5 separate regions of the Sus scrofa genome follow, and regions 2, 3, 4 and 5 are each linked to region 1. A link is a contact called in public Hi-C and HiChIP or PLAC-seq data. All regions are on one chromosome and are shown on one strand. Each heading gives the region's core, a stretch centred on a gene start, on an enhancer-like site or on the middle of the called end of the contact. The rest is flanking DNA. Distances are from core to core; before and after follow the strand shown.

Region 1 (4,267 bases), core at 264-2,763:
GATCCCTGGCCTCGCTCAGTGGGATAAGGATCTGGTGTTGCTGTGAGCTGTGGTGTAGGCTGGAAGCTACAGTTCCAATTTGACTCCTAGCCCGGGAACCTCCATATGTCGCGGGTGTAGCCCTAAAAAGCCAAAAAGAGACAATAGTAATAATTATAAAAAATTAGTAAATAAAATAGAGGTTTTTGTTTGTTTTTTTTTTTGCCATTTCTTGGGCCGCTCCCATGGCATAAGGAGGCTCCCAGGCTAGGGGTCCAATCGGAGCTGTAGCCGCCAGTCTACGCCAGAACCACAGCAACTCAGGATCCGAGCCGCATCTGCAACCTACACCACAGCTCACGGCAACGCCGGATCCTTAACCCACTGAGCAAGGCCAGGGATTGAACCAGCAACCTCATGGTTACTAGTCAGATTCATTAACCACTGAACCACAATGGAACGCCAACAAAATGAAGAGTTTTTACGCTTTTTTTTTTTTCTTCCAGCCACACCCTTGGCACATGGAAGTTTTTGGGCCAGGGATTGAACCCGAGCCACAGCTCTGACCTACGCTGTAGCTGCGGCAATTCCAGATCTTTTAACTCACTGTGCTGGGCCAGGGTTCATACTTGCACCTGCACAGCAACCCAAGCCGCTGCAGTTGGATTCTTAACCCACTGAGCCACAGTGGGAACTCCCAGGGTTTTTACTCTTAAAAAAAATAAGCTACAATGATATAGCATACACATGGGAATATAGCCAATAGTTTACAGTAACTATAAATGCAGTATAATTTTTAAAAGTTGTGAATCACTATATTGAATGCCTATAACTTCCATAATATTTTTTTTTTCTTTTGTTGGCTACCCCAAGGCACATGGAGTTCCTGGGCCAGGGATCAGATCAGAGTCGCAGTTTAGACCTAAGCTGTTGCTGTGGCAATGCTGGATCCTCAACCCACTGCGCTGGGCTGGGGATCAAACCTGTGTCCCGGTGCTCCCAAGATGCTGCTGATTCCATTAGGCTACAGTGGGAATACCAATAAAAACTTTTTTAATGCAAAGAAAGAAGAAAAAAAAAAAAAAAGCCCTGGTATTTTATGGCTTAGCCTTTGCTGTTTGCAAAGCATTTGAAAGTTTATCAACAATTTTGAAAATGTCTAACAGAAATCTCGCTTTGTCAGTGGAGAACTCCAAGCAGGCAGGAGTCAACCCTGAAGGTGGGGGGAGAGCTGAGTTTAGAATCACATCCACCCACCATTCCCTCTAGTCTGACAAGTCCACTGCCCCCCTCGCGGCTGACCGATGGGCCTCTCCAGTGGACACTGGAAGCTATATCCAAAGAGAGAGGCGACCAGATGGAGAGCTTGGCAGGAAAGCTCTGCTTCCAGGAAACACACATCACCCCAGGCTGACTTCCCCTGGGGTCCCTCAGATCCAGACACACATCTCTAAATGAGTTTCAGCCACCCTTGGTCATAAGTTTCCTTTCCCTCCTCGACTGGTCCCCTTCGTGAGTCAAAACACAACAGAGATGCTGCTGGAACAAGTGGCCACGTGGGGTGTCTGTGACCCAGTCCAGTACTTCCTTCTGCTCCCTCCTGATCAGATTCTAACTTTCTGCAACTTGGACAGATTCTGACTGTAATTTCCTGCTCTTTCGGTATAAAGTCAGGGACCGTAAAGCAAGGAGAAGTGAGCGGGAAATTCACTGAGTTAGGCTTTCTGTTTCCTGGTGAAGGAAGAGTAGGGGGTGGGGGCTGGCACGCGTGGTTGGGGGAAAAATGACAAAACAAAGACACAAACGAAACAAAACACCCTTCTCTACTTTTGTGCTGTTGAAGAGAACAGAGGTTTGCTCTCTGGAGAAGATGCACAGGAAGCTGGAATGAGGTGAACTGAGATCTCAGGGACGCAAAGCGGGTTACATCGCAATGGAGGCCACCCCCTCCCCCAGACCCTGGAAGTGGGAGGGGACATCCTCGAGGGAAGTAAGACATGACATCCTCTGGAGACAATGCATCACCACGAGAAAAAAACACCAAGCACTGATGCCTGGGGTTCCCACTGAAAGAACCAGCTCTCCTCCGGGACACTCCACAGGGATGGTCCCAGGGGTTTGACCGACTCCACCTGGGCACTCGCAGCTTTGGAGTGAGGCCCCTCTTAAATGTGGCTGGAACGCTTCCTACAGGCAACACGGAGACCAAAATCAAGAAACAGGAAAGAAATAAAGAAATCGGAAGAAACAGCAAGCACACAGAACAGGCAGGATAATTACTAGGATTGGAGGGATGAGCCTATTAGGTTCAAAAACAGTAATAGGATTGTAAGTATACAAAGAAAAATCAGATAATGTGAAGGAAGTCTTGGATATTCAAAACATGATGGCAAAGGTTGGAAAGTCAAGAGAGGAGATTAAAGGTAACATTGAGGAAATCGCCCATAAAGTAAAACAAAACGACAAAGATGGAAAATAAGAGAAACCAGGTATTGAAGCAGGAGGCCAAGTCGGGTACTGGATTAACGGGAGCTCCAGAAGGAGAGCACAGAGGCAACAGACATCATCAAAGAAGGAATGCGAGGAGTTCCCACTGTGGCGCGGTGGGATTGGCGGCGTCTTGGGAGTGCTGGGACGCAGGTTCAATCCCCAGCCCGGCACAGTGGGTTATGGATCCAGCATTGCTGCAGCTACGGCTTACGTTGCAGCTGTGGCTTAGGTTTGGTCCCTGGTGTGGGAACTCCAAATGTCGGGGTTGGCCAAAAAAACAGAAAAAAGAAAAAAGAAGGAAAGAATACAAAACACCTCCCAGAACTAAAGCAGAATCCGATTCCAGGCTAAAGCACCCATGGGATACCCAACATAGTGGGTTTATAAAGACCCACTTCTGGGCACACACCCTGAAGTTTCAGATGAAGAGGAATAAAGAGGAAATCCTGAAAGATCCTGTTGCCGGTGGTGGAGGTGAGCGTGAGTCCAAATAGAGTGTGAGCACAGCAGACGCCCCCAGAGCAGCTCTCCAAGGCTCCGAGGCAACCCCTCTGATATTCTGAGAGAAAACATTCCCTTATCTCCACTTCCAGTCAAACTATTACTCAAAGACGAAGGTGGAACAAAGACTCTTTCAGATGCGCAAAGACCCCAACATTTTATGGCCCCTGTCCACCTTCTCTGGATTACGGCAGGATGTTCTCCAGGGAAACAATGGCATAAAGCAAAACACAAGAAGACAGAGTTCCCGTCATGGCGCAGCAGAAACGAATCCCACTAGGAACCATGAGGTTGGAGGTTTGATCCCTGGCCTCGCTCAGTGGGTTAAGGATCCGGTGTTGCCGTGAGCTGTGGTGTAGGTTGCAGACGCAGCTCAGATCTGGTGTTGGCTGTGGCTGTGGCGTAGGCCAGCAGCTGTAGCTCCGATTCAACCCCTAGCCAGGGAACCTCCACATGCTGCAGGTGTGGCCCTAAAAAAGCAAAACGAACAAACAAAACCCCCCCCCAAAACTCAGGAGGAAGACAGGAGGTCCAGGAAGAAGCAGAGCACCCTGCCCAGAGCGGGGGTGAGGATGGGACGGAAGGAGCATCCTGGGCCTGAGGGCCATGAACGAGGCCACGTGCAGCCTGGAGCAGGACGGAGGGCTCCAAAAGGGAGGTCCCGGGGAAAACAACGAAGGCAGAAATGAGAAAAACCAAGCCACAGAGAGGAACAGTTGGATTATCTGATGCATATGCAAATTAACCCTGGTGGACTTTTGGGAATCTGTACCTTTTGGAAAAATACTGATGGGTGCAGAGACCCTGAAACAAGTAACAGCAAGGCAATGACTACCTTTAGATAAAATAACTGGTTGTCTAAAAAAGGCATCACAACCAAAGGATGCTGCTTGGATTAGTCATAATAATGTAATGCTGACGGTTCTGGCTCTCACCCAGAACTGGGCTATCACCATGCTGGGAAACCTGGAAAAGGAAAGTATGGGTGGAATGGTTGCAGAGAAGACCTCAACCCTCATCTACCTTAACAGGTGAGGACTGCATCAGAAATGGATCACTCAAGGAATACCACCACGTGCCAATTATTTAGATATACAGTGATGATGGGTGTACAACTATAAATATAATAAATTCATTGGATTATAAAAACAAAGAAAAAAGAAAGAACTGCAGTAATAGCGTTAAAGCACTAAAAAGTAAAATCACTTAAAAAAAAAAAAACAAAAACAAAACAGAAATAGGAGCTTCCTCCGTGGCTCAGTGGTAATGAACCCAGCTGGTATCCACGGGGATGCAG
Region 2 (4,049 bases), core at 472-2,971, 100 kb after region 1:
CAATAAATGCTGGAGCGGGTGCATAGAAAAGGGAACCCTCCTACACTGTTGATGGGAATGTTAATTGGTAACTCTACTATGCAAAGCAGTATGGAGATTCCTTATAAACTAAAAACAGAATTACCATATGATCTGGCAATCCTACTCCTGGGCACATATCCCCAGAAAACTCTAATTCAAAAAGATACAGGCACCGCCATGTTCGCTGCAGCACTATTTACAATACCCAAGACATGCAAGCAACCTAAATGTCCATCAACAGATGAATGGATAAAGAAGATATGGTACATATATACCATATATATGTGGAATATTATTCAGCCATAAAAAATAATGAAATAATGCCATTTGCAGCAACATGGATGCACCCAGAGATTACCACATTGAGTAAGTCAGAAAGAGAAAGACAAATATCATATAACATCACTTATACATGGAATCTTAAAAAATGATATAACTCAACTCATTTACAAAACAGAAACAGTCTCAAAGACTTTGAAAACAAACTTACCAAAAGGAAAACAACCTTACCAAAAAGTTAAATCCACAGATACGCACTACTACATATAAAATGGATACACAAAGAAGATCTGCCACACAGGGAACCATAGTCATTATCTTCTTTTAATAGAAAAGAATAATCTAAAAAAGAATATAGGTGTTCCCATTGTGGCTTAGTGGTAACAAAACTGACTAGTATCCATGAGGATACAGGTTTGATCCCTGACCCTGCTCATTGGGTTAAGTGTCTGGCATTGCCATGAGCTGTGGTATAGGTTGCAGACGTGGCTTGGATCTGGCGTGGCTGTAGCTGTGGCATAGGCTGGCAGCTGCAGCTCTGATTCGACCCTTAGCCTGGGAATTTCCATATTCCACAGGTGTGTCCCTAAAAAAAAAGAACATACATATGTACATACATGTATATACGTACATATGTGTACATATATATAAATCTGATATATGCATATATATATATATATCTGAATCACTTTGATATACACCAGAAATTAACACAATACAAATCAACCATACTTCAATTAAAAAAAGACATAATCCTTCCCTTGGAAGCTACAGTGGGAGACACACATTACGGGTCATTTGAATTTGGGATCCAACCAGAGCAGCAATCTGGCGGGGAGGCTGCAGGAGAAGCGGTGAGGGGGACCCGCTCTGCTGGGAGGAACAGGAGGAGATAACACTGGAGGCTGGCACTGCAGAAGGAGCAAGGGTGTCCTGGCAGAGAAGGGATGGGTGACCATCTCCAAGAGGCTGATGTCCAGAAAAGGTCATCCGTACGTGGGCAAAGGCAAAGGTGTGTGGCGGCTGTGTGGACACGCAGACCCCCAGAATCCCTGTGCTGAATCCCAACCCCCACTGTGACGGGATGAGGACGGGGTGGGGGGGGAGCTTTTGGGAGGTGATGAGGTCATGAGGGTAGAGCCCTCCTGGATGGGATTAGCGCCCTTAGGAAAGGGGCCCCAAAGAGCTCCCTCGCCCCTCCCACCTCCTGCGGACACAAGGAGAAAGCACCATCCATGAACCAAGAAGCAGGTCCTCAGAAGACATTAAATGTGCTGGTACCGCGACTCCCCAGCCTCCAGAAGGATGTCTGTTATTTATAAGCCACCGAGGATTTTGTTGTCATTGCCTGAACAGACTAAGACAGTATATGAAGGACAATGGGAAAGAAGTTTAAGAAATAAGAGGCTGCCAGGTTGTGGTGGAGATTTTTATTCCGTGTTAAGGGCTGTGATCTACAGAGGATGAAGGGAGGGGCAAGAAGAGATGGAGAGAGAGAGAGAGAGAGTGAGAGAGAAAGAGAGAGAGAGAGAGAGAGAGAGAGAGAGAGAGTGTGTGTGTGTGTGTGTGTGTGTGTGTGTGTGTGTGTGTGTGTGTACGAGTGCGCATGTGCAATAGAGGGTGGGAAAGGGATACTGTGATGATTTTACAATAACTCAGGGAAGAAAGGAGGCCTTGAACCATGGCAGTGGCAGTGGGCACCTCACCCAAAAGAGTCTGGGAAGAAAACATATGAACATGGCATTGGAGGAACTGCTGATGAAAGGCCAGCAGAGCTGACTACCAGTAAGGGAGCAAAGAGGAAGAGCTGGGCAGACTGGTGAGTCATCTATCACAGGACAATGATTTTTAACCCTTAGGAGGAAGAGGAACGGGGTAATCAAAAAACCACAGGTGGAACTAGTCATAACAAAGGGAAACTCAGCCAAGCATTGGCTGATCTGGAGGACTAGTAGAGCGAGGTTCCTTTGGGCGATCGTATTTACAGAACATTGATAAGTAGCCAAACCCAGTCTTTTCAAAGCCAGTCTGACAGGCAACCTCACCAGGGAGGGTCTGATGGGAAGGGGCTGGCCTATGTTGTACTATTTTCATCTTCATCTTCTAGTCAACAAGGAAAGCTGTGATAACACAAGATGCCTCACTCTCATCTTTCTTTCTTTCTTTTTTTTTTTTTTTTTTTTTTTTTGGTCTTTTTAGGGCCACACCCCCCAGCACATGGAGGTTCCCAGGCTAGGGGTTGAACTGGAGGTACAGCTGCCAGCCTACACCACAGCTACAGCAACACCATATCAGAGCCGCATCTGTGACCTACAGCACAGCTCACAGGAACGCTGGATCCTTAAAACACTGAGCGAGGCCAGGAATCAAACCTGTGTCCTCATGGATTCGGATTCATTTTGGCTGAGCCACGACGCGAACTCCTGGATCACACCTTTCACAAACAAGAAGCAAGGATGCTCACAAATTAGCTTTTTTCTATTTCCCTTATAAAACACAAAGCCAGAGTTTACACTCTGGCACAACAGGATTGGCGGCATCTTGGGAGTGCCGGGATGCAGGTTCGATCCCTGGGCCGGCACAATGGGTTAAGGATCCGGCGTTGCTGCAGCTGTGGTTTAGGTCACAACGGTGGCTCAGATCTGGCCCCTGGCCGGGGAACTCCATATGCTGTGGGGCAGCCAAAAACAAACCAAAAAACCCCAAAGCCACAGTATAAACATACAGTTTTGGGGATTTTTTTTTTTCACTTGGGTTTCGTTAGTTCTTTAGGAATGCTATCAGCTCTACTGACAGCAAGAATAGAAGAACCTAACCACATTAAAAAAAAAAAAAAAACCCTCCCAAAAAAAAAAAAAAACCCCAAAGGACTGTCGTTCTGAATATTATTCTTTGGATAATACTATGAAGATAAATTTAGATCTTTCCAAGTTGGAAGTTTTAGATTGCTGGATCTAAAAGGCACATTGATAAAGTTACAACTTTAGGAACCGGAGGGCAGACAAACTCAATTGCGGTGGGCTAGAGAAACCATACTTCCCACAATAAAGGAAGACGGGACCACAAACAAATGACAGCTTATAGTTTCTCCATAAAATGACAGATACACTCCACCCTGTCTAGGCAAACAAAGCCCATAAGCTGCCCCTGAAGATCCCCTAAAATATATCCTTGTTCTGGATGTGGCTGTTATGCTCTATAAATACTCTCCTTGTTTTTACGTTTGTTTAATGCTTTTAGTCTGCTGCCTGTGTGTGCGCCTGTTTAATCGGGCTCCAAGAAGATGGACCACCTCTCATGCAGATTTATTTTATTTAATACCTTGAAGATTATCAGGTGCTTAAATAATTTTGGATGAATAGTCTGCAAATTGCCATGCCGATTTCTCACACTATGGGGACACTGTCCGTATTTTCAGAGCACTCAGATGGGGGTGGTGCAATTGGAAAAAAAAAAATCTCACACAAGCATCTAAAACACTTAGGCTCTGGCCTTATTTCTGCAGTTTACCTGGCTGCGTTAAGTACTTGGGTGAAATTTGAATAAGAAAATAGGAGCTGAAAATCTTTTTAATTGATGACCATGAATGGAAAATAACCAAACATTTTATACAGTGATTGGATTGTTACCTTTGTTGTTACGAAATAGATGGCCTACTAGGCACATGAAAAGCTGTTCAACACAGCTGATTATTAGAGAAAAGCAAATCAAAACTACAGCAAGGTATCACCTCACAGTGGTCAGAATGG
Region 3 (4,431 bases), core at 1,904-4,403, 81 kb after region 1:
AACAGAAACTCCCTGTTCCTCTATTTTAACGGAAGTAGAGAGTTATAACGATGCTGCCAAGGGCCACTAAGAGATGGGGTTAGAGGAGAGAGCCCATAATCCTAGGATCAGCTCCCAGTCACTGGGCAGCTCCCACTGTGCAGAGTTGGGGGGAATGGAGAGGACTCCAATGTACTCTATCATCAAAGAAGAAATTCTGCCAAGAGAGCATAATACCAACTTATTTCAAGTGCTGGGAGAGGCCTTGAGCTGGGGCATCTCAAGAAGCAGAAGGTATGTGTCTGTTTCTCTTGTGCCGGCCTGTCTTCCTGGAGGACAGGATACCACAAAGTCTCATGAGCCTCAAGAGACCCTAATAAGGAAGGAGCACACCTCAGCCACTCCAATCTAGTAAAAACCTATTCTATTTTCAAGGAACCCAAGAAAGAGCCCAGGATCTTCCCACGAATGGCTTCCAGTCCCCCACCTACTGACTTTCACTGTCAGGAAATTCTTCTCTGTCTCATTCAAAGGAGTCTCACTAAGGCTGGAGCATATTTCTCTTTCTTTGCTCCCAAGATGCTCCCTTAAACATGCATTCAGATCAGAAAATAAGTGAAGAGGAGTCCCCGCTGTGGCGCAACCAGGTTGGCAGCATCTCCGGAGCGCTGGGATGAAGGTTCGCTGCCTGGCCCTGCACAGTGAGTTATGGATCTGGCATTGCCACAGCTGCAGCTTAGGTCACAACTGCACCTTGGATCTGATCCCCCAGATGCTGTGGGGTGGCAAAAAAAAAAGAAGTTAAAAAAAAAAAAAAAAAAGCAGGAGTTCCCGTCGTGGCGCAGTGGTTAACGAATCCGACTAGGAACCATGAGGTTTCGGGTTTGATCCCTGGCCTCGCTCAGTGGGTTAAGGATCTGGCGTTGCCGTGAGCTGTGGTGTGGGTCACAGACGCGGCTCGGATCTGGTGTTGCTGTGGCTCTGGCGTAGGCCGGTGGCTACAGCTCCGATTTGACCCCTAGCCTGGGAACCTCCATATGCCGAGAGAGTGGCCCAAGAAATAGCAAGAAGACAGAAAAAAAAGAAAAGAAAAGAAAAGAAAAAGTAAAGAATGTCATTCTAAAGGAATGACTACAGGAAGATGAGACTTGAGAAGTTCAGTTTAATACAAAACATCCCTGGCACCCTCCCATCTGGTTGCAGGAGCTTCAAGAAGAGGATGATTGAAAGATACACAGGAGGATGGCCTCTCCTGTTCTGATGCAGGCATTTATGAGCACATTTCTAATTGGTGGAAACAATTTTGGGCAACGGAGTAAATGGCATCATGTCCAGGTTGGATGGGAGGCGATTTGACGGGCCAAGCCCCACTCTGATGACTGCGGTTGAAGGCCTGCCTTGTTACCGAATCACATCATCACGTCACAGCAGCCTTCCCGCCGTCCTTAAGTGCCATTTATGGACTGAGGTGGTCCCGTGATAATGTCACGGCTATCTATGGGGACCTGCCTGTGGACGGATGGATGATCCTTTTGAATATTAAATCCCAGTAGGAGCACCCTTGACCTTTGTCCTTTGTGCCATACACGTACTGTGGGATTTACTCACAGCCATCAGGCATGCGGCCGCACAGATTCTACTGGGTAACCCCAAGGGGCTTTATGATAAGCCTTCCATGTTGGGCTGCTGGCCATTTTGTGCTATAATCCAGCACCAGGAAATGCTCCACCACAAAGGCCAGGTCTGCACTTCTGCAGGAAGTAATCTCTGCGGTAGTCTGGTTACCAGCATCCTTCTGGGGTGAGGCAGTTGTGCTCAGTTGTTGATTCCTCATCCGCTCAGCCTCCTACCACTCACACTGTTGACAGGAGTCCTGCGGCTGAGGGTCTGAGGTACAGCCGCTGATGAGTCTCTTACCCTAATCATCGGTGGCTGAAAAGTCAGCCAGCCTCCCTGGTCTGATGCTATTTGCTGATGTCCTTCATTCAGTCCCCCTCGGGTGGAAACGCATGTGTGTCTCTGGGAGAGATGAACCTTTCCTCCAAACCTGCCTCTCCGTCTTCTCACCCTCGTGAGGTGCATGTAGGAAACACCTGCCCGACTCGTCTCCATGAATCCAGATCAAAAGATCAGGTAAGGGCGCTGTGGGGTCTGAGGCTAATTACAGACTTTCTGGAACTGCTGATAACAACAAGAGCAAAACCTTCAGCCCTTCATATGCTTACTATTGGCAACTCAAGTACAAATGGAACAAGGTTTTCAGTCTATGAGCTCGATCCAAAAGGAGAGTGGGGAGTTTTGTGCTATTAAAAACCTAGAGATGGGGCCAAATTAATTTAGAGATGGAGTCCCCTTTAGAAAGGCTTCTATTGAAAGAATATAATCCTGGACATCTGTAGGATAAAAAGGTCATATATTTAAGATGGCTTTGGTCCAATAAGCTAAACCTTCTTTCTCCAAGTTTTGCTGAAGCCCACACTGCAATAATGCAGAAGGGAGTTTAGGATCATTTATATGATTTTATTTTGTTCTTTTTTATTTTATTTAATTCTGTTTTATTCTATTTTATTTTTGGTGCTAAATTCAATTCCCTATGGAGCAACTGGTTCTGTAGTAAGACGTCCTCTGGGGAGGTCCTACCAGGGTGTCTCAGGATTTGCCCACTCTTTCATTCAACGAGGGTTTATTTCGGTTTCTTTTGTGCCAGACTGGGCTGGGTGCTGGGAATACACAATGATCATGACACAGACCAGTCCTCAAACTGCTGATGGCTCTGGGAAATGCTGCCAAGTAAACAGGCTTGGCTGTGAGTTGTCTCATCTACTGTGTCATAGCAGATGAGCTGTGACAGTAAGAGGGAAACCTCAGGGGGACAGTAATGCAATGGAGCAGGACCCTCGGGTGCCTTCCTGGGACAGACGCACCCTCACCCCCGCCGTATCCTCACCTGCCTCACTTGTAGACACACTTGAGCCTCCTAGGCCTTCCCTGAGTTCCAAAGAATATGTTTAATCAGACAAGTGAGCAAACGCAGAAAAAAAGGAAAACAACCAAGCATGACAAAATAACCATCCTTTAGCCTTTAAACAAAGTCAAGGACTCAAGGGCTCTAGGTGATATTCTGAACCATGACCTTTGAGCTGCTCTGCAGATACTGAAACCTCCACCAGGAGGAAGAAGTGAATCACATGCTGCCCATGAGCCCGAGCACATGGACCCCAGGCCGCAGGAACCAGAGGGCTGATGATGCTGACTCCTGATAACCTCGCTGCCAACCAATCAGAAGCATGTCCACGAGCTGATCACACACCCCACAACCCTCTCTGTCACGGTCTTTAAAACCGTTCCCTGAAAGCCATCAGGGAGTTTGGACCTTCTGAGCATTAGCTTCTTGGACTCCTTGCTTGGGGTCTGCAGTGAACGCTGTGCTCTCCTCCGCTGCAACCCGGTGTCAGCAGATCGGCTTCTGCTCGCGCGCGGGCGAGTGGACCCGAGTTCGGTTCAGTAACACGGACACTCGGACGTGGGAGGGCAGAGCGGCCGGGGTGAGAGGGGAAATCTTGGGAAGGGGTGGGGAGTATTTTTTTAAGCTGTAAACAGAAGGCTTATCAGAAAGCAGCCAGGGACTGAGGTGAGGGCCCAGGAAGGAGCGTTCCAGGAAGAGGGAATAACCTCCGAAGCATGTGCTAAAAAAGGAATGGGAAGAGCATGCACTTGTTGTTTGGCCAGTTTATCCTTTTCTTGATTGTAACGGGCTGAGGATGACCTCTCCAAAACGGCCACACATGAGTAATTAAATATCTTTTCTGTGACTCAAGTCCCTTCAAATCCCCCCCACCCCTCACCCTTCATACTTTCCCAGGGCTGGGCGGCCACCAGACCGTCATTTCACTGCCACTTGAGGTCTTGTTTCTGTTTTAAGAGGGAGGCTGCTTTCTAAGCCTCTATGAGTTGATATTTAAAAAAAAAAAAATCTATCTTAGGAGTTACCACTGTGGCGCAGTGGGTTAAGAATCTAACAGAAGCGGCTCAGGTCACTGCAGAGTGTGGGTTTGATCCCCAGCCAGGCAGAATGGGTTAAGGGATCCAGGGTTCCACAGCTGTGGTATAGGTTGCAGTTGCAGCTCAGATTCAGCCCCTGGCCTGAGAACTTTCCCTATGCCATGGGTGTGGCCATTGGAAAAAAAAAAAAAAAAAGGCATCTTAAACACACCAGACCACTCACCCCAAAGTTCCTCAAGCTGATTCCTAACAATTTCAAACTATGAAGTTTTATTAATTTGTATGCTGATAGTTGAAGAGCTCTTACTTATTTTATAGTCCCATCCACTGCCCCACCCTCCAAATCCAGGCCAAAATGTCAACACTTTTTTCCCCCTCCTTTTTATAGCTGCACCAATGGCATACAGAAGTCAAATCAGGGCTGCAGCTGCTAGCCTGCACCACAGCCAC
Region 4 (4,161 bases), core at 391-2,890, 110 kb before region 1:
TAGCAAAAAGACAAAAAAAAAAAAAAAAAAAAAAAAAAGAAAAAAGAGATCAGGGCGACGGCTTTGGTTTGGTGTCTTTTTAGCAAAGGAAGGTGTGATTCACTGAAGCCTCACTTTTGCTCATTAATGAATTTATACCTTGGGACCCTAAAGGAAGTCTGGGATAAACTCAGGCTCTAGTGGAAAGATACATGAGAACAGATCAATAAAGATCACCCCATCCGGGCAATGCGGTTCTGGTTCCCATGTGCTTCCCCTGCTGATCTGGGGAGCTGCTCCTGCTTCCATTTCAATTAGGAAGGCTCCTTCCATGCCCACAGTCTCCAGGGAATTCTCTGACCAACTCCCTGTATCCACTGGATGTGGACAGAGGGACAGAATGGATCCCTTAGCTAGCACGGGCTTCCAGCTGCCAGATCAGTTTTTTTTTTTAAAAAGTTGGTATGGTTGATTTACAAGGTTCTGTCAATTTTTGCTGTATAGCCAAAGTGGCCCAGACACACACACACACACATATACATTCTTTTTCTCATGTTATCTTCTATCATGCTGTATCACAAGTGACTGGATCTAGTTCCCCGTGCTGAACAGCAGGACCCCATTGCTTATCTGTTCTAAATGTGGCCAGCCCAGTTTCTGATTGTTTCACTTTAAGAAGAACCTACCTCCTTGGTTCAGTCCTGACTCCAGTTTACCAGTCATCTGGACCAGTTTGCCGGCCGGCAACACCAATCTTACAAAGGAAGGTCTGGTCTAGGGAGGGAGGTGGGTGGACTCACCTCGTGGAATGGACGTAGTGGGGACTGCGGACTCGGAGGTCTGGCGTGGACGGCATGCTGGACTGCGAGTTCCAGTGCGGGAGGCTGCGGACTGGGCTGTTCTGCAGGGAGCCGCTTCCCCCTCCTGCTTCGGCACAGCTCCCCGTGCTGGGGAAGCGCTTGTGGCTGCTGCGAACCAGAGGAGGCCCGGCTGGTCACTACTGGACAGAACCACACCTCTTCCCCAGGGAGCGGACTATGGCCTTGGGACAGCAAGCTCAGGGGTCATGAAAGCTTGCCCAGCACTCCCGCCCAGGACTCCCACCCTCGACCTTCAGACCTCCACTTTGGCTCTCAGCCTTTCCCCCAGAAGTGGGTGGGTGACCTTAATCCTGACCCTGGGAGAAAAAGACCCTCCCCAGGCGTCTCAGAACAGGCAGTGTGACTGTTCTGTGAAGCCCCTGTCCTCAACCACAGCCTCTGATATATATATATATTTTTTCTTTCCAAGAGACGTATATTTACCTGTCTGGGCACCCACTGGGAGCTTTGTAAGGTATAATGAAAGGAAATGAGAAAAACAGAGGAGCAGACTGAAAACGGCTTCCCAGACCCCTCTCTCCAATATCGGCTGAGTAACGAGCTGATAATACGCAGCTACGATTACAGCTGTTTGGCTCCGGAATTCTGTCGGATGATGGTGTCGGGTTCTGAGCCACTTTGGGAGTCTTATGAATGGACTCTCATTTGCCGTTTCGGAACAGTGCTGCCTCAGATTTCCTAATTAACTCCTGGGGAATTTAACAACCCTCAAGCTAGCTGCCAACGCGGGGACGGGAGCCAAAACCCTAGCCGTAAACGACAAATCTGCATCTCCAGAGGATCAGCAGCAGAGGGCGCTGTGGGTGCAGCCCGAGGTGGCGCGGTCTGGGCTCTGGGGCTGTTATTTAGGGCAGCCCTGGGGTTCTTCCCAGGAATGGGCAGTGACCTCCTGCGGCCCTCCCGGCCCAGTTTACCTGGAGTGACTGTGGGACGAACGTTTCTTGACCTTCTCATAAGGCTCATCTAAAGAGGACTCGCTCCACATTTTGGGCTTTATGGGCGACTTGTCATAGTCGTTGCGGTGATAGTGCATCTGCCTGAGTCCCTCCAGGGACTGAGGAGGAGGCGGCCTGTTGTGCGATGGTGGCCGAGGAGGGAGCCCCTTGTGAGGGGACTGTAAGGGGGACAGTGTGCTGGTGACCTGAGAGTCTTCTGTGCAAAGACGGAAAAAGAAGACATGAGCAAGAGTCATCCTTCCCACCTGCCCGGCAGACCCCGCCGCACCTCCGCCAGGACAGCAGACATCAGCGCCGGGGAGCCCGGGGGCACTCACAGCATCACAGAGAGGCCCCCTCCTCCACCCCACCCTGCCCTTCCCCAGCTGCCCAGTCACGTCAAACCAGAACACACAGTCTGAACTTCGGGCAGCATCCAATAGGAAGAGAGATGTCATTTCTAATTAAGGACAAATGAAGTGAAGCCTCGATTTCGTTCAGTACCAACAAATGGCTGCTTCATACCAATAGCAAAAGGTAGTCATCCTTGCATTTACTGTACGTTTTCTTTCAAGAGACTGTAAGCATCTCATCTGCTTCGGGGCAGTTTCAGGTCTATCAGGTTCTGCTTTGTTCACTGCTCTATCCTCCCTGTCTAGACTGATTCTCGACACAGAGTAGGTGCTCAATCAATATTTGTTGGAAAAAAAAATGAATGGAAGTCTGTTGAGTATCCTATTCTGCTGGTGGCTCTGGGCATCTACCCTGTTTTTTTTTTTTTTTTTTTCTTTCAGAACTCTCTCTCATCTTTTAATATGTCCCTGTATGATTTTTTTTTACATGATTGAAAGTTTATTTATCAATTCAATGCATTTTATATTTATAGTTGAACAACCAATCATCACAACCTAATTTCAGAACATTTCCATCCCAAACCCCCAGGTCACCTGTCCCTCCCCCTGTATGATTTTTTCATTGTGGAAATGCCTCAGGTTCTTTGGGAAGAAAAGGGGCCACAAATACAAGATTTTCCCCTGCCTTCATGGGAGAAAGGCTCTAACACATCTGAGCCTTATTCATTTCAGGGCCTAATTCTCCATCTCCTAACCTTGAAATCCAGCCCAAGGCTACAGTTCTACTCTTCTGCCCCTCAAGTCAGTAAAGGAAAGGGCCCTTGGAAGGAGCAAGCCTGTGATTGGGGGCGGGGGGCGGGGGCAGCAATGCCCCTTGGGAGGCCCAGGGGCTGGAGCTTTGGGAGGAAACCCTGATCACAAGCGATGCATCAAAATCAGCCACTGATATGCCCCCCTCCCCAACCCCGCCAACTCCTTGCAAAGGAATCTGCCCCCAGTGTTCCAGTTTCCTCCCCTGCAGGGACTGGAGTCCACAGAGGCCAAAACCAGGGTGGGGTCTCTGATATTCAAAAGACCCTTCTGCTCCCCCCAGGCCCAAAGTTTCCTCCCACCTGTGTAACGAATAAAAATATGAAGATCTGACTGAGTAGCAGGCCTGAGACAATGGGGTAAATAGTCTGCCAGCCTCTCCCCACATCAGTGATGATTATTCTCCTTGCAATTATCATTATGACCAGGAGCTGGGGACATCTTCTGTGTCTGCTGTCTGAACAGCCACTTATCACTGCCCAGCTGAAGTTTTGCTAAAGGGCAAAAAAATTCACCGCCATGTCATTAGTGCCTTGACCTCCCCAGTTTGGGTTTAAATCCACCCGAACATTCTTGGCGTGGGTTTTGTGTTTGGGGTTCCTTGGTCCCTGATGGGCAGTGGTGGTGACAGTGCTGATGGTGGTGGTGATGGTGGCAGAAGGGGTGACGTGATGATGGCAGTGGTGGTGGCGGTGACGATGGGCTGGGGGATCACCTCTATTTGGGTAAAAATGTCCCAGAAAAACATCCTGAGAATCACTAGGTTTTTTGAGGTCAGCGGGAACAGAGACCGTTTTCTAGGCCTGACCAGGAGTCTCTAGAGACAGCTTTCCTTCACTTTCACTATTTCTCAGGAAGAAAAGAGGCTTGTTTTCTTCCAGCCGCCCCCAGGGGCCCCTAGACGGTTTCAATCTTTGTGATCCAAACCCATGTCCACCTCTTTCCTCCAGAAATTTATAAATACGCAAAAGGAAACTATGCTTGGTGTTTAAATTATCTGTTTAGGTAAAAATGGGATTGGGGGCACCTAAAAAAGCAGACCACCACTCAGCAGCTATCACCTTAGCTTACCTCGGGGCCACAGGACATAATAAAACTCCAATAGATACGTCTTTCTGTAGCACCTGCCCACCCTCGGCCACACAGGTGACTGCGGGGAAGTGAAAGAATCGCAGGGAACCTGGCACCCTCTTGGTCTGGCTC
Region 5 (3,852 bases), core at 1,113-3,612, 85 kb before region 1:
CTAGAGGTCGAATTGGAGCTGTAGCTGCCGGCCTACGCCACAGCCATAGCAATGCCAGACTCTTATTAACCCACTAAGTAAGGCAGTCAGGGATCGAACTCGTGTCCTTAAGGATACTAGTTGGGGAGTTTCCATCATGATGCAGCGGAAACAAATCTAAGAATCATGAGGTTGCAGGTTTGATCCCTGCCCTCGCTCAGTGGGTTAAGGATCCAGCATTGCCGTGAGCTGTGAATTAGGTTGCAGATGTGGCTTGGATCTGGTGTTGCTGTGGCTGTGGTGTAGGCTGGAAGCTGTAGCTCCAATTTGACCCCTAGCCTGGGCACCTCCATATGCTGCAGGTGCAGCCCTAAAAAAGCAAAAAAAAATACTAGTCGGGTTTTTAACCCATTGAGCCAAAACAGGAACTCTTCCAATCTTTCAAAAGACTCTGGGCTACTCTGTGCCGGATGTGATAAAGCATCCTCTTGCAGAGAATGCTGTCAGGAACTGGGGCTCATCTGTTTCTACACAGATGGAATACGGATGACCAGCCCGCTGATCTCAGAGGACAAAAGGCGTGCTCTCCTCCCTGAAAACAGGGGGAAATTCCAGACAAACAGTACCCCCAAAGAAGAAAGAAATCTGTTGTCCTGAAAGGGAAGGAAATGACAATCTGTCTGTTTAACTTTGAGGGGGAAAAAAGGAAAAAAAAGGAAGAAGGCATATTCCCAGCAGATCTGTAAAAGCTGTAAAGGAAAAGTTTTGGCAGACACCCCAGGAATAAATAGGAAGGAAAGGTCTTAAAGCCTTCTCTATGCTCAAGAGCTATTTATTTGCCTTCCAAATCCTCAATGAAGAATTCCTTACAGAGGAATCCCGGGGTCCTCAGAGACCACGGGAAATAGAGCCACATAGCAGATGGGGATAAATGGGGCACCTCTGGAGAGCATCTCGGAATCAAATGCGATTTTTTTCTTTTTTTCACATGAAAAGTGAGTGCTTGGAACTCTTGCCAGTAGGGTTGAAAATTTAAAAAATCAAACAGTTCATGGAAAAGAGCAGTGAAACGGGGGCGCTTTGAAAAGCAAGCATCAAAAGATGGCAGCTGGGAGTCTCTGGGCCTCAGGGGGAAAAAAAAAAAAGGGTTCAGGGAGTTCCTGTTGTGGCTCAGCGGGTTAAGAACCCGACATACTATCTTTGAGGTTGTGGGATTGATCCCTGGCCTTGCTCAGTGGGTTGAAGACCTGTCGTTGCCGTGAGCTGTGGTGTAGGTCGCAGATGCGGCTCAGATCTGGTGTTGCTGTGGCTGTGGTGTAGGCTGGTGGCTACAGCTCTGATTGGACCCCTAGCCTGGGAACCTCCACATGCCATGGGTGCAGCTCTTAAAAAAAAAAAAAAGAAAGAAAGAAAGAAAAAAAGTGGTCAGTGGGGTACTTTTACCAAACGGTGAAGGGCACAAAAATAATTAAAAAGAGAAAGGAGTGGGGGAGGGACAGAGAGAAATTGAACAACTGATTAAAAAAAAAAATTTAGCAGCATCTGGTAAAATACCTCGTTGGAACCAGTGTTAGGAGTAACTCACAGGGGTTCCATTTCCTCTATCGTGAAACAAGAAAGCTTATCTTTCTGGCTCCAAGATTCTTTTATTTGACGGCAATATTAGGAGGGCTGGCCTCAATAAATGGGAAAAGAACAAGGCCTGTGAGAGGGGATAGGAATATTTCTTTTTCAATGTTTAAATCCCATTATTTTCAAAGTTGTTCACTTAGGTTACAAATGATCATTCTGTCCTGGTATTCTTTTTTTTTTTTTTTTTTTTGCTTTTTATGGCCACACCTGTGGCATATGGAAGTTTCCAGGCTAGCAGCTAAATCAGAGCCGTCACTGCTGGCCTATGCCACAGTCACACTGGATCCAAAACATGTCTACTGGATCCAAAACATGTCTGCGACCTACACTGATGCTTGCAGCAACATGGGATCCTTAACGCACTGAGCAAGGTCAGGGATTGAACCTGCATCCTCGTGGACACTTGTTGGGTTCGTAACCCGCTGAGCCACAACAGGAACTCCCTGTCCTGGTAATTCTTCAGCAGGCAAATATTCCTTTATACCTGGAGGTTTCAATATATCAGCATAAATTAGGTTTCAGTGAGAAATTTTTACTGGGTTTCTATCACAGGGTGAAAGCGCAAAGGGACAAGCCTGCTACCTTCTGCGCACAATTTCGACTCAGGCCCGTTGAAACATCTGCATAGCCAGAAACATCCATTCCACCAAAAGAGATTTTGCAGCCTCGGCTGAATGCACAGTCCAGTATAAACACACCCTGCAGAGGGCCAGCCTCCTGGTGGGGCTGCGCGCTGAGCCCACCTGCAGAGCGCTAAGCCGATGACCAAACCCTTGACAGGGCCCTGGACTCCTGTCCATCACGTGACTTGAGAGGAGAGGGGACAGACAGAACTTTCGAAGGCTGGAGAGAAATATAGGGAAGAGATAGAGCGACAGCCAAAGAGAAAGGCTGAAGACGAAAAGAAGAAGCAAAAAGTCCCCAGACATCATGTGATGACTACCAACTTCAGGCTGTGTATTTCGAGCTGAATATAACCCTGGCCGTCAAGCTGGCAGACGCCTATCAGATCAGCTCTCTGGCCTGAGAGCTGGCACCCTCATTGTTACATTAGTTATTAATAAACTTCCCAACAATGGCAGGAAGTGCTCGCGGTCAGAGAAGGGGACCGTGTGAAGAGCTGACTCATGCATGGAGACGGGTCCGGGGCTGGGCAGCCCTATGCCTGGTACAACATGTTTTCCCAGAGCGGAAAGGGTCAGGGCTGGCGGATCACAGCACACTGCAGGTTTCTGTGCTTTTTTTTTTTTCTTTTAAGCCAAAGATCCATCACCACATTCTTGGCAATCCCGCTCTTCACAACGAAGATGACTCAACCGCCATGTCATTAATTGCACAGCTCCATTCCTATTTATAGACACAACAGGCTGTTTTGTTTTGGAGAGAGTGGGTGGCTTCGGCCCCTGTATTTCCATTCAAGGAGCCACCATCAGTCTCATTGTTCTGTTTCTTGAAGAAAGGATGTGCGGCAACATTTTTTTTGTGTTTGGGTGGTTAACACATCAACCCAAGAGGAGCTGCAGAACATGGGGGTATTCCTTAAGCCAATTTGTACCATTTTCTTCAAATAGACTGGGGGGGGGGGGAATCTATCTCCCTGAGTCCCTACTCTCCCACTGAAATCAGAACTGTTGTGGGATGGCACATTCCAGAAGCAATGCTAGGATAATCCTACACTCCCCCACCCTGTCTCTCTCACTTTCAGAGTCGCTATGGAAGACCATGCACAAGGTTGCTTTTTTTGTTATTCCATTTTTTCCTCCCTCTCCAATCTTTTTTGAGATTTCAAGAAATGGGGGGGGGGTGCTGGTAAAGAAGAGACGAATAAACCCTTTCAAGTTCCCACAGCAGGATCTAGAAAGCTTGTCCTGACCCCTGAAAACATCATAACCAAATGGCTTGATTACACAATTGTCCCCTCACACTCTATCTGAGCCTCCCCCCTTTCCCCAATTTGGAGGCTCTCTTCGGGCAAAGTGAATACAAGGCCCCTGCTTACATACCTTGCAAGTTAGCAGCCTGGCTGGGGACCCAGGGGTGCATCACCTGTAAGGAGACCAAGATGGGGGGCGGGCTGGGAGCTTCTGCGGGCTTGGAGGAGGGGGCTGTGCCCTGAGCTGCCTCAACGTGCCCTCTTCCAGGGGACCCTGGGAAGGCTGGGCCATCTCTCAGCAGATGTGCTCTGGGACAAGGATCCTTACATCTTTTCAAAGCCTGGCCACCAGAGCCCCTTCACAAAGG

Evidence for each region. A called contact is a pair of places that touch in the nucleus more often than the background predicts. HiChIP or PLAC-seq counts read pairs in DNA pulled down with a chosen protein or histone mark.
Region 2: a contact with region 1 is called in an H3K27ac HiChIP or PLAC-seq map of alveolar macrophages. The contact joins two enhancer-like sites. A contact is called at or near these places in 9 of 47 Hi-C or Micro-C datasets (embryonic fibroblasts, fetal heart ventricle, fetal liver and 5 more) and 2 of 2 datasets of contacts at active chromatin or transcription factors (alveolar macrophages and skeletal muscle).
Region 3: an H3K27ac HiChIP or PLAC-seq map of alveolar macrophages shows a contact between it and region 1. The contact joins two enhancer-like sites. A contact is called at or near these places in 1 of 47 Hi-C or Micro-C datasets (embryonic fibroblasts) and 1 of 2 datasets of contacts at active chromatin or transcription factors (alveolar macrophages).
Region 4: a contact with region 1 is called in a Hi-C map of liver, with 5 times the contacts expected there. The contact joins two enhancer-like sites. A contact is called at or near these places in 2 of 5 promoter capture datasets (fetal liver and liver), 29 of 47 Hi-C or Micro-C datasets (adipose tissue, alveolar macrophages, brain and 16 more) and 2 of 2 datasets of contacts at active chromatin or transcription factors (alveolar macrophages and skeletal muscle).
Region 5: an H3K27ac HiChIP or PLAC-seq map of alveolar macrophages shows a contact between it and region 1. The contact joins two enhancer-like sites. A contact is called at or near these places in 6 of 47 Hi-C or Micro-C datasets (liver, omental adipose tissue, skeletal muscle and 1 more) and 2 of 2 datasets of contacts at active chromatin or transcription factors (alveolar macrophages and skeletal muscle).

The regions. Positions count from the first base shown.
Region 1 is chr10:47,912,642-47,916,908 of Sscrofa11.1, reverse strand. The region is part of intron 6 of FRMD4A (FERM domain-containing protein 4A); the gene reads right to left. Among named protein-coding and RNA genes, the nearest start is that of PRPF18, 210 kb to the left of the region's middle. Within about 2 kb of position 1,513, at least 8 of the 83 cell types and tissues checked have an H3K27ac peak or open chromatin away from gene starts, as enhancers often do. A contact at or near this core is called in alveolar macrophages, fetal liver, liver and 1 more, where this site is marked.
Region 2 is chr10:47,812,468-47,816,516 of Sscrofa11.1, reverse strand. All of the region lies in intron 2 of FRMD4A (FERM domain-containing protein 4A), which reads right to left. Among named protein-coding and RNA genes, the nearest start is that of PRPF18, 310 kb to the left of the region's middle. Within about 2 kb of position 1,721, at least 18 of the 83 cell types and tissues checked have an H3K27ac peak or open chromatin away from gene starts, as enhancers often do. A contact at or near this core is called in alveolar macrophages, where this site is marked.
Region 3 is chr10:47,833,248-47,837,678 of Sscrofa11.1, reverse strand. All of the region lies in intron 3 of FRMD4A (FERM domain-containing protein 4A), which reads right to left. Among named protein-coding and RNA genes, the nearest start is that of PRPF18, 290 kb to the left of the region's middle. Within about 2 kb of position 3,153, at least 15 of the 83 cell types and tissues checked have an H3K27ac peak or open chromatin away from gene starts, as enhancers often do. A contact at or near this core is called in alveolar macrophages, where this site is marked.
Region 4 is chr10:48,022,905-48,027,065 of Sscrofa11.1, reverse strand. FRMD4A (FERM domain-containing protein 4A) reads right to left here. Exons shown (of 24, transcript XM_021064221.1): 20 at 1,775-2,012; 21 at 780-947. Among named protein-coding and RNA genes, the nearest start is that of PRPF18, 97 kb to the left of the region's middle. Within about 2 kb of position 1,640, at least 12 of the 83 cell types and tissues checked have an H3K27ac peak or open chromatin away from gene starts, as enhancers often do. A contact at or near this core is called in fetal liver and liver, where this site is marked.
Region 5 is chr10:47,999,256-48,003,107 of Sscrofa11.1, reverse strand. All of the region lies in intron 15 of FRMD4A (FERM domain-containing protein 4A), which reads right to left. Among named protein-coding and RNA genes, the nearest start is that of PRPF18, 120 kb to the left of the region's middle. Within about 2 kb of position 2,362, at least 34 of the 83 cell types and tissues checked have an H3K27ac peak or open chromatin away from gene starts, as enhancers often do. A contact at or near this core is called in alveolar macrophages, liver and skeletal muscle, where this site is marked.